Regions from separate parts of the Rattus norvegicus genome. Here region 2 is linked to region 1. A link is a contact called in public Hi-C data. All regions are on one chromosome and are shown on one strand. The core of a region is the stretch at or near the end of the contact, and the rest is flanking DNA. Distances in the headings are between cores, read along the strand shown. Region 1 overlaps Fgfr2 (fibroblast growth factor receptor 2). Region 2 overlaps Fgfr2 (fibroblast growth factor receptor 2).

Region 1 (5,444 bases), core at 1,318-3,817:
TGTCATTTTGATACTTTATTTAAAGAACTAAGTCTATGAATCTTAGCCATTATGTACAGAGCTAGCTGGAGCTTACTTGTGCCCTAGGGGTAACTTGATGAAACCCATTAGAAAGGCACCTCTTCATTCGGAGTATAAGGTGGATACCCGGGAATGGTATGCAGTGGAGCCGGGGACGCCTGCCACTGGGTGCTAGGTGGTTGCTCAGGTTTGGAGCCTGAATTCAAGACAGGTTGGAGTAGAGAAATGAGAAAGAGACAGGAACCTAAGTCTACTTTCCAGGCTCGGTTCTTAGAACCAGCCAGAAAATCCTAGGACTTGATTTGGGGCCTTAGGTATTTTTTGTTTTTTTAATAGACAAGCAAACAGGGACACCACTGTGCATGTCAACACAGTCATTTCCTCTGCATTCCAGCAAATGCACAGATTTGTCTTCTGAGACCCAGAGTCTCTTTCCACACATTGCAGAAAGGCCCTGTAGGACCTAACCAATCAATGTGGTTCTTGAGTCCTTTATTTTAATTTTTGGCAAGATTAGGCAGCCAGGTATGGGAGCGCAAAAGCTGAGGCAGGAGGACTGCCGAGAGTTTGGGCCTACCTTGGGCCAGTTTAAGTTGTGAGCCTATGTGGCTACAAAAATGAGTCAGTATGATTACACAGGGCATGGTTCTGTTGGGCCTACAGCAGTACTCTTGTAAAACCTACAGAGATTTTACATTTTCTTGCAGGGGCGACTTCCAGTCAAGTGGATGGCTCCTGAAGCCCTTTTTGATAGAGTTTACACTCATCAGAGTGATGTGTAAGTAACTTCTGTCCTTGGCTTATATATGGGTTGAGTTGCAAAAATATTACAGGTCCGACATGTTCACAGAAGGCATGGGAGTTGGGGATCTCAAGTGGCTTGAGTTTATAGTAGACTGGTGCCCAGGGTTTGGTTACTGATCTGCCTACCTTGGGAAGGTGGAGACACCAGCCTCCTGCTGCCATATTGGACGCACCTCTACCTATCACAGATGGCGGATGCTCGCTCAGCCTCTGTCTCATTTGTCGAGTGGGTGGTACGTTCTTCACTCCCTTAAAGAAACCCTCTTAGCTGGGCCTGGAAGTGCATGTGTACACCCTCGTACTCAGGGGTTCAAGACCAACCTACACCACATGTTGTAAGTTCAAGGCTAACCAGGAATATGTAGTGTGAACCTATCTTTTTAAAGATTAGAAAGAAAAGACTGAAGCCCTTCCAATTTAGGAATATATGATTCTTCTCTGGCCCAGGCTTGTCCTGAGAGGTTGATGCTGAATGAGGCATGATCAGTTGGGATGACCACCACATTTACTAGCTGTGGTTACTATATAATATTTTAAGTCTTGTCTTAGCCTCTGATAACATTCTAGAAATACGATAGAAATTACGTGATTTTTTTTTCTGATGATTCATGTAAACTACTGTTAGAGCCAGACTCTAACTGATGTTGTAGATTGGAAAATTTAGCTGAAAGATGTTACTGGGAGAAACTGCTAGTTCCTGTGGGTTTATAATTATTCCAAAAGACAACAGGGTCTTTTGTTGTTGTTGTTTTGTTTTTCTTTTTGTTTTTAGTTTGGAAGGGCTGGGGTTTTGTTTGTTCGGTTTTTTTGGTTTTTTGTTTTCTGATGCAGCGTTCTTGTTCCCACTAACCTTCCTAGGAGGAAAGAGTTCTTACTTGTGTGTGGATGCACTGAGGCTCTGGGCTGCTTTTGCCTGTATTGTGACCCTTACTTGGTAGAAAACCAGGGACAGTGTCAATGTTGAAGCTGACCTTACAGGGTCACGGCGCATGAATTTTCAGAACTGCAGGACCCAAATAACCTGTGGTTCTCTGATCAATTATATCATAGACTTGAGTGCACCACACTCGGTTGGGGAAATGCAGATGTGGATCTCTGTGAAATCAAGCACAGAGGTCTTCTCACTCTCTGCTGTCTGAGGTTCTTCTCTTGGGGTGTGAACTTTCTCCATGCTAATCCCAGCCCTGCGCTGGCTCCCTTCACATCATACTAAGTCACAGAATCTGCCCTGCTGGAGCCCTACCAGCCATCCAGGGCAGGCATCCTCTCACAGAGTCAGCTTTTCTAGCCTTATTTTGTCATCTGTAGATCAGGTTCCTATGTCAGCTACAAAGCGGGATGGGTGATTTAGAGAGAAGAAGCCTCAAGTCGAGGAGTCAAGACACCACCACCCCCGCCCCCCACATGACTATCACCACATAAAAGACAAAGAGCTTTGTCTATCGATGGAAAATTCCATCAGACCGTCCACATGTCGTCCTCATTTAGGGAGGCTCCTTGGGGGTCACGAAAGGGCATGCAGGATGGATTGCGGGAGGGCTCATTTGTCTATGGATGTAAGAAGTGAGCGGGTGTTTATTTTTTAACTGACATGTTTAGTTTTCTGCAGTCTGGATGCATTACTAATGCTATGTTTTCTCTTCTCTTTGCAGCTGGTCCTTCGGGGTGTTAATGTGGGAGATCTTCACTTTAGGGGGTTCACCCTACCCAGGGATTCCCGTGGAGGAACTTTTTAAGCTGCTCAAAGAGGGCCACAGGATGGACAAGCCCACCAACTGCACCAATGAACTGTAAGGGCTATAGCCACCCCTGCTGACAGTGTAGTGGGCTCACCACATCTGTCCTCTCTCCAGACGTGTCTTGGGTTCCTCAGGCTCCCGTTCCCTAAATATGCTCTAAGCAGAAGAATTGCTGCCGCCGCCTGGGTTCAATGGCGGTACTGAGTTAGATACACAGACAGCCATGGCTTAGCCAAAAGAGTGTATGGAGTGGCCTTAAATCTGGCTGCCCACGGGAAGGGAGAACCACACTTCGACAGGAACACTCTATAGGTCAGGCACTGAGCTAGAATGCCACAGGGCTGCCCCTGTAGAATGTACAAGGTTGTTCACAGCACTGGCAATGCCAAGTAGGAAATGAACTCCTTCCAAAGCACCTTTAACCATTGATAATCATCATGACAGCTAGGCATGGTGGCTCATACCTACAATCCCAGCATTATGGAGGCTAGAGCAGGAAAGCAAGGTTGAGGCCAGCCTGGGGTACAGAATGAGGCCCTTTTCTTGATAAAATAAAATGAAAATAAGTTAAAAAAAATTTTTTAACAAAGTGATGGGAATGGGGAGATAGCTCATTTGGTAAAGTGATTACCACACAGGCACGAGGACCTGAGTTCATTCCTAACATCCACATAAAAAGCTGGGTACAGTGGTGTGTGTGCTTGTAATTCCATAGACTGCAAGGTGGAGATGAGCAACTTGGAGCTTGCTAGCCAGCCAGCCTAGCCTAAAACATCGAACTTCAAGTCTCAGTGAGGGACCTTAGCTAAGAGAATAAGGTAGATGGTTTCTGAGGAACAATATCCATAGTTGACCTCCAACCCCCAAATGTACATGCATGCCAACATGTGTGTGCATGAACACACATGTATGCAGAGGCACACAAATAACACACAGACTTGTGAGCATGCAAGAACAAAAAAATAGGGAGGATAGGAAAGTTGCCATTCCATCAACCACATTTCCTCTGACTGAATGGATTGCCGTGTTTGCCTACTCATATTTTAAAGCAGGGGACTGAGAGTTTATCCTGGTGCCATCACTGAGGTACTATTTCTGAGTATGAAAATGTGAGCTGGTTTCTAGGAATGCCTTTCTCACACTGTAAGAGAAATTGTGTTGTGTTAATGACGCGTGCCTTGTGCAGTGAGGTGCTGCTTCTCCTCTGGGGCAAACTAAGAAAGTGATTGTCCCAGAGACTGCCTTCTATTGTGTGCTTCTTCATGGGGATTTTAGAGCAGTAATCCCATGAGCACTTTCTGGTGTACAGTGGAGGGCTAATGAATGGCCACCGTTTATAGCGTATTATATAAAGGCATGTATTGTGCGCCCCGTGTTCCTGTCGCTTTTTCTAACATAGAGGGTCTGTCGAAACTCATAATCAAGATAAGGCGGGAAGCTTGGACTATCCCAAGAGTTAGTCAGGAAGTTAGTGCAAAGCTCTGTGGTGCCAGATTAGTTTGCATAAACCTTCTCGCTATGGTTTCTGAATTTTTTTTTTTTTAAACTGAGGAACTTTTGTCAACAGACTTTTTAAAACAAAACCGGAAGTGTAGTTCAGGCCGGAGTGTTTGGAGAGGGAGAAGAGAGGCAGGCGGTAAACGTGTCTTCTTCCGCTCTCTAGAGGATGCTGAAAAGTATCCAGCGTAGTGGTAGGTCACACTGTCACAGAGATAGCACATGTGTACACCTGTCTGGGTGCAGAGCAGTGTTCTGGGTATGGAGAAGTTTCTGTAGTGGTAGATGGTGGTGCATGTAATTATATTTTACTATCTAGGCCATGTCTCCATGCCAGCTGTTAAAAGCAATCACATCTGTACATCACGTGCTTAACGACATTGGTTCACCAGAGAAATCCTTTTCCCAGGTACATGATGATGAGGGACTGCTGGCATGCTGTACCCTCACAGAGGCCCACGTTTAAGCAGTTGGTGGAAGACTTGGATCGAATTCTGACTCTCACAACCAATGAGGTAAAAGCGCCCCTCCAGAAGCTCAGAGGCCCTGCTTGGGTCAGGCAGAGTTAAACCCCCGCTCCATTTTAGTCGGGTGTTATTTTTCCCTCCCAGAACTGAACTTTGAGAATTCTGACTCCCAAGGCTGGAGGCTGAGGCCCAGGGCGTCTGGGTAGACAGAGGAAGAGATGGAAATGTTTTGTGGTAGTGTTTTGGTGTGCGTGGGAAGGTGCTGGCATGTAACATGGGCCCTGGGTTCTACATCCTGGTGGGTGGCTCGTGTGAATGCTCAGTGGCTGACCAGCTTGATGGAAGGCAGTGACATTCTGTCCTTCCCACATGTCACTTGCCTTATGTGATCCTGTCTGGGAAGGCATGTGGCTTGGATCTTTCTGTGTGACATATGTGTCACACATATAATGAATGACTTACATTATATAATTCTGTAATGAGTGACAGGATTTTTAAGTGACAATTGGTGCCTATAGTTAAAATATTTGTCTTAGGGGTGGGGTTGAGCTGGTTGTCAGTAGCGGGCTAGCCACACAAGCGTGAGTTTGATGCCCAGTATTCATACGGAAAACCTGGTGTGATGGGCTTCTCCTGTAATCCCAGCATTGGGGAGGCAGAGACTGGTGGATTCCTGAAATTCAATGGCCAGCTAACCTAACCCAGTAGGCAAGCTTCAAGTCCCAAGAGAGCTCCTGTCTCATAAAACAAGGCTTCCACATGCATGTACACTGAAATCCACATGAATACACACAAAATATTTTATTTTCTCTATAATTTATGCCAGCCAAAGATATCATGTTCTGTTACTCTTTGCCTAAATACAGCCCTGCCTCTGGCTTCAACATAAATTGAATGACCATTAGGGTTTTAGAAG
Region 2 (5,444 bases), core at 814-3,313, 81 kb before region 1:
CCTGCCAATTACCCCAGTTCATTGCAAACAGGTCCTCGAGCTGTGGCTGCTTTAGGCACTGGGATTCTTGGACCTGTGTGTAGTTTGGTGTTAGAGCCCCTATTCCCAGCATCTGGGGGGTGGGCGGTGGGGGCTGGGGAGTATGATAACTCAGCCCACTGCTATAGGGACTTCGTGTGTGTGTGTGTGTGTGTGTGTGTGTGTGTGTGTGTGTGTGTGTATTCATTGAATGGGTGAATAGCAGGTGTGCAGGTGTTGTCCACCTTGGTTTTATTGACAGGGTCTCTCACTGACCGGGAGCTTACAATGTAGGCTAAGCTGGCTGGTCAGCAGGCCCCTGAGATGTATCTGTCTCTCTCACCACAGCTAGCTTTTTTTTTTTTTTTTTTTTTTAATGTGGGTTCTGAGGAATTAAAGTCATGCTTGCAAGGCAAGCACTTTGTGGACTGAGGTATCTGTCAGCTCAGCCCCCAAAGGTACAGTAAACTGTAGGCCTTTGGCTCACTGGTTTCTTGAAGCAGGTATTAGGCATGGTCTGGAAGAGGAGGCGCCTTCAAGACTTGTGGATGTTTAGTTCCACTTGAGAACTTTGCAGGAATCCTCACTTAGGGAAGCGGCGTATATAAGATGTGACAGATTTGCTCATTTGAAAGAAAACCCTGGTTTGGAGTCAGAGGAAAGTAAGTGGATATTCTCATGGGGCTGTCTCAATCCCCTGCTGACTCATCTACTGACTTGTTAGAATCAGGTTGTGACCCATAAAACCGAGCCCCAGATAGGTGGCCCCTGGCTGGGGCAGAGCTGCAGCTAGAGCACTTGCCCTACTGTGCACAGAGTGCTTCCTCTCAGCGCGTTCCTCATATCAGGGTCTGTGTCTCAGGGACCGAGGGGCCGTTCCACATGGCCTCGTTCATACCCGAGCAGCAAGTCTTAAGCTTTGGTCTTTGGGCAGAGGGTTTCTGAATTGGCAGTGCCCTCCTCATCTGGGAGCCCATGAGCACCCAACCCGAGCACCCAGTCCATGCCCTAGGCTGGCCTTGGATGGAGGTCCTCACACAGCATAAACCTAGGTCACTGCACTCATTTTCCTTCCTCCCAACTTCTTAGAATGTCCCCATGAGACAGTTGGGCGAGGGGGTGACTGAATCTGTGTGTTTTATTTTACATGGATAAAACATAGGTTGTGACATCATGGGGACGGGGTGATGGCATGTGTTATGATAGGAATCAGGAAATCTTACAGGCGAGACATTTGGGTTGGATTTTGAAAACTGCACAGGAATCTCTCAGGTGGAGTAGCAGTTTTGGGTGCAGGGAACAGGGACAGGGGACAGAGGACAGACAGTACCTTCTGACTAGGCAAGCTACTATGTGAATGAACAAGGGAGGAAGGGAAGGGAGAGAGAGAGAGGGAGAGACAGAGAGACAGAGAGACAGAGAGACAGAGAGACAGAGGAGAGAAGGAGTAGGGAGGGAGGCGGGGAGAGACAGAGAGAGAGACAGAGAGAGACAGAGAGAGACAGAGAGACAGAGGAGAGAAGGAGTAGGGAGGGAGGCGGGGAGAGAGACAGAGACAGAGAAAGAGGAGAGAGGGAGTAGGGAGGGAGGGGGAGAGAAACAGAGAGAGAGGAGAGAGGGAGTAGGGAGGGAGGTGGGGAGAGAGACAGAGACAGAGAGAGAGGAGAGAGGGAGTAGGGAGGGATGGGGAGAGAGAGGAATGTGGTGCCTGGGTAATGATGTGAATTAATTTTCTGGAGAGACACTAAAACAGATCTTAAGACTGTATTGGTACAGATGGGGTACGTTCCATTCTGGCCTTCGCCTCTTTGGGTGCCCAATGCTCCCTCTGATGCTGTAGCTAAGGGGAGCAGCCACCTGACTCCAGCCAACTTTCCTGGTGGCCCTTTTCTGTGCATCCAGCCTTACATGGCAAGGTTTGGGGAACAGCGTCCCAAGGAGTCCTGAGGACCTTAGGAAGCTGTGCTTTCTCTTGCAAGTGCGCCTTCAGACGCAGGAGGCCTGGGCCTGGCTGGCCAGACTGTGGATACAGACTGTTCTTTGTGCCTCTGAGCCACGAGTGCTGGGTGCTTTGACATAACTTGTAATGCCAGTTTCTACTTCCTGGGTGCTGTGGAACCTAATGGCTGGGTTCTCCGGGATATACTCTCAGAACAAAAGGCTCCATTTTACAGTTCTTGCTCAAGCAATAACTGGAGGATTTATGTGGCTGCATGGATTTGATATCTTCTTGCGTCTCGGTGGCCCAGAGGTGGTTCCAGTCTTGGGAGCGTAGGAACCGAGTGCAGGTGTCTCTGCCACTTGGACACTATCGTGTCATGACAGGATTGGATGGGAGAGGCGTGCAGGTGGGCACAGGGTGAAGCCACTGAGTCCAGGTATTGGGTGATACAGTGAGGACATTCTTGGGCCCTTTTGCCTTTCTGCATTTTTATTTTCTCCTGGGCTCAAGCATAATTTCTTTCAAACATGGAGGACTGTCCACCCTGTTTCTCAAAGCCAAACCTAAATTACGAGGGGTGGGCCTGAGTACGTAATATGTAATGGTTCCCATATTGGAAGCATTTGCTACCTTCTAGTCCTCTCTGACGGGCGGCTTGAGCCAGCCCGGAGTTTCTGGGGCCATCAGGCTACTGCAGCTGAAGTAGCTGTTGGCGGGAGTGATGCTGACAGGACACGTGTCTGAAGAGATGCTCCAGCTATTGGTTGTAAGCAGAAAGCCTGAGCGGCCTGCTCCCCTCTCTCCTCTCCCCGGCCTCACCCCACCCCTCCCCGTTTTTTATGCAGCAGTAGTTCTTGAGGTTGAAAACTTCCACCTTTGTCCTGTGTGGCTGTTGTCCCCCTCCTCTCTTTAAGGATGCGTTGTACTGGGGCCTTAGAAGGATGGCATCAGGATGTGCAAGTTGGCACCTGTAAAGGGGAAGCTTTGAAAGCGTAGGAGCTGTAGCAGCCTGCTCTAGGGTGTCGTCTTTGTGTCTGAGGAGAGGCTACCAGAGGAGGTTCTTCCTGACTCCACCAAAGGACCCCATTGTCCTTAATATCTTTATACTGAGCTCTGGTGCCAGCTCCATGCCGACCGTGCCGTGCAAAAAAAAAAAAAAAAAACAAAAAACAAAAAACAAAAAAATACCAAAAAAAACCCCAATAAAACAAAACAAAAACAAAAACAAAACAAAAAACAAAAAACAAAAAATGAACAGGAGGGGCTCTTCCAAGGTCCCAGTCGAGCCAGGTGTCACAGGTTTCTAAAAGCATGGGTGGGCACCCCAGTACCGTGTGCCCTGCGTTCTGGGCATCCTTGATTTGAAGTTACAAAGAGCCTTTCAAGTTCTGTCCACTGTTCTGTGGCCAGTGAACACAGCTCACCAGGCCTGTGGAGTGGCCACTGCAGGGCATCTTTATGGCTCGGAGGGCAGAGTGGGTCAACCCACTGCCACTCACCTGTTATGAACCCAGTGTCCTATGACTTTGCAGTGACATTTGGCAGCTTAATCCCCATTCTCTGTAAAGACTTTTGGCAGTCCTGTGGCTGTGGTGTTTATTTGTCTTGTACTAGATGGCATCGTCTGGGAGAACACCAGGCCACGGTATTGTTTTCTCCTCAGTGCTCCTGTGCGATCCTGCTGGGCTAGAGGTGTGCTGGAAGCTGGGGACAGTTTAGCTGGGCAGTCCAGTCCCTTGACAGGACAAGCCTGCTGGGACTGCCCTTTCTCCACCACCCTCCTCCTCTCCTCTCCCCTCCCCTCCTCTCCCCTGCTCTTCTCTCCTCTCCTCTCCTCTCCTCTCCCCTCCCCTCCCCTGCTCTTCTCTCCTCTCCTCTCCTCTCTCTCCTCTCCTCTCCCCTCCCCTCCTCTCCCCTCCCCTCCCCTCCCCTCCCCTGCTCTTCTCTCCTCTCCTCTCTCTCCTCTCCCCTCCCTTTCCCTCCCCTCCCCTCCCTTCCCTTCCCCTCCTCTCCTCTCCTCATCTCCCCCTTTCCTCCTTGTATTTCTCTCTTCTAGGTGAATCTATTCTGATTCTCTTTTGGGATCAGATTGTGGGGAGACCCCCTAAGTGGGCCATTTGAGGTACCCCACTGTATCTTTAACTCAGATCCTTTAGACGCTGATGAAGAAGTCATTCTGGGGATACCCTAGATGTGGCTGTTGTGATGTGCTGGGTGATTTGTTGTCCCAGAGGTGGTTGGCAGAAGTGGCTCCCTCTCCCTGAGTGGGAATCTGCCATGCGTTCTGCAGGAGATGATTGGCCAGGACAGGACTTGGACGCCCATCTGTTCTCTGTTTGCACTCGGGCGCCATTTCAGAAACCACACGGGAAAAGTTTATAGGCAAACATTATAAAAAGTGACAGTCTGAAGTGCTGCTATCGTTGGCTTGGCAGCGTAAAGCATTACCTGAAGCAGCCTCTCTCTCACTTCCAGACACTCTAGCTGTTTGGAAGCCTCAAGATGGCCATCCTGATGGTGCTGAGGAAAAACTTGCATTTGTGCGTTGTGAGGCGTCTTAGTCTTGGCTTCATCTACTTCTTGAGGGAGCCCTTTCTAGGGCGACTTCACCCATGGCAGGGTGTCATACCCCTCCCTTCAACTTACAGGAAAGTAAACAGGAGCTGTCACTGTTGACATCAGGTGAGGTGCCACCTAGAGGTTGTGACCTACGTGGATTTGCAGAAGAACTTGGGGAAGGGTCAGGAAGATTCTGCCTCAGTTTCCCTTTTGCCTGGGTCAGAAGCTCCTCATTTCTAAGTTTCTTTGACCTCTCAGGAAATAGTGACTTGGGAGATGTTGGGGAAGAAAGGGGGCTCGTGGCAGGGTGGCAGCCACATATGTGCTTTTTTTTTTTTTTTTGAAAGATAGACTCTCACTACACAGCCCAGGCTGGCTTTGACTGCACTCAGTAATTTAAGTAGGCCTTAAACTTTGAAGCCAATGAAGGCTCTGAACTTAGAGGACCCTCTTAACCCACCCTCCCAAGTGCCCACTGAGACCCACCATGCCCCAACACTGTTGATATTTTCATTATTGACTTTTGAGGCTGTGAAGGACCCTCTTTATGTTTTTGTTTGTTTGTTTTCTGAATATCAGAACAGTCAGTTCACCGAAAAATATGCCCACTATATAGGAAACTGCTTGCGTGTATCAAGGGTTTGTAACCTGTGGGTAGAAACAGCGCTAAGCCTCCACACAGGAGAGCCTCGGCCCCTGTTGTGTTTGTAGCACGGAGAAACAGCTGAGCGCAGCCTTCCCAGAAAGCAAACATGTCACCTGTTTGTTCAGAGAGCTTAGGGAACGCTGACAATGTGCGGCCCAGCTCCCACGCTTCTTTCCACAGTTTCACTTAATTATGAAAATTCTGTGTGTGGAAACTCCTGAAAGAGCAATTGGGGCCTCTGCTCGAAGCCTCTGGAATTTTCTCCCCATTGTACTGTGG

Evidence for each region. Hi-C and Micro-C count contacts between places; a contact is called where the count stands out from the background.
Region 2: a contact with region 1 is called in a Hi-C map of frontal cortex, with 1.6 times the contacts expected there. The contact joins two enhancer-like sites.

Annotation. Positions count from the first base shown.
Region 1 is chr1:194,180,229-194,185,672 of GRCr8, reverse strand. Fgfr2 (fibroblast growth factor receptor 2) reads left to right here. Exons shown (of 18, transcript NM_001109892.1): 15 at 729-799; 16 at 2,478-2,615; 17 at 4,471-4,576. Among named protein-coding and RNA genes, the nearest start is that of Fgfr2, 98 kb to the left of the region's middle. Within about 2 kb of position 2,567, at least 18 of the 93 cell types and tissues checked have an H3K27ac peak or open chromatin away from gene starts, as enhancers often do.
Region 2 is chr1:194,261,175-194,266,618 of GRCr8, reverse strand. All of the region lies in intron 2 of Fgfr2 (fibroblast growth factor receptor 2), which reads left to right. Among named protein-coding and RNA genes, the nearest start is that of Fgfr2, 17 kb to the left of the region's middle. Within about 2 kb of position 2,063, at least 8 of the 93 cell types and tissues checked have an H3K27ac peak or open chromatin away from gene starts, as enhancers often do.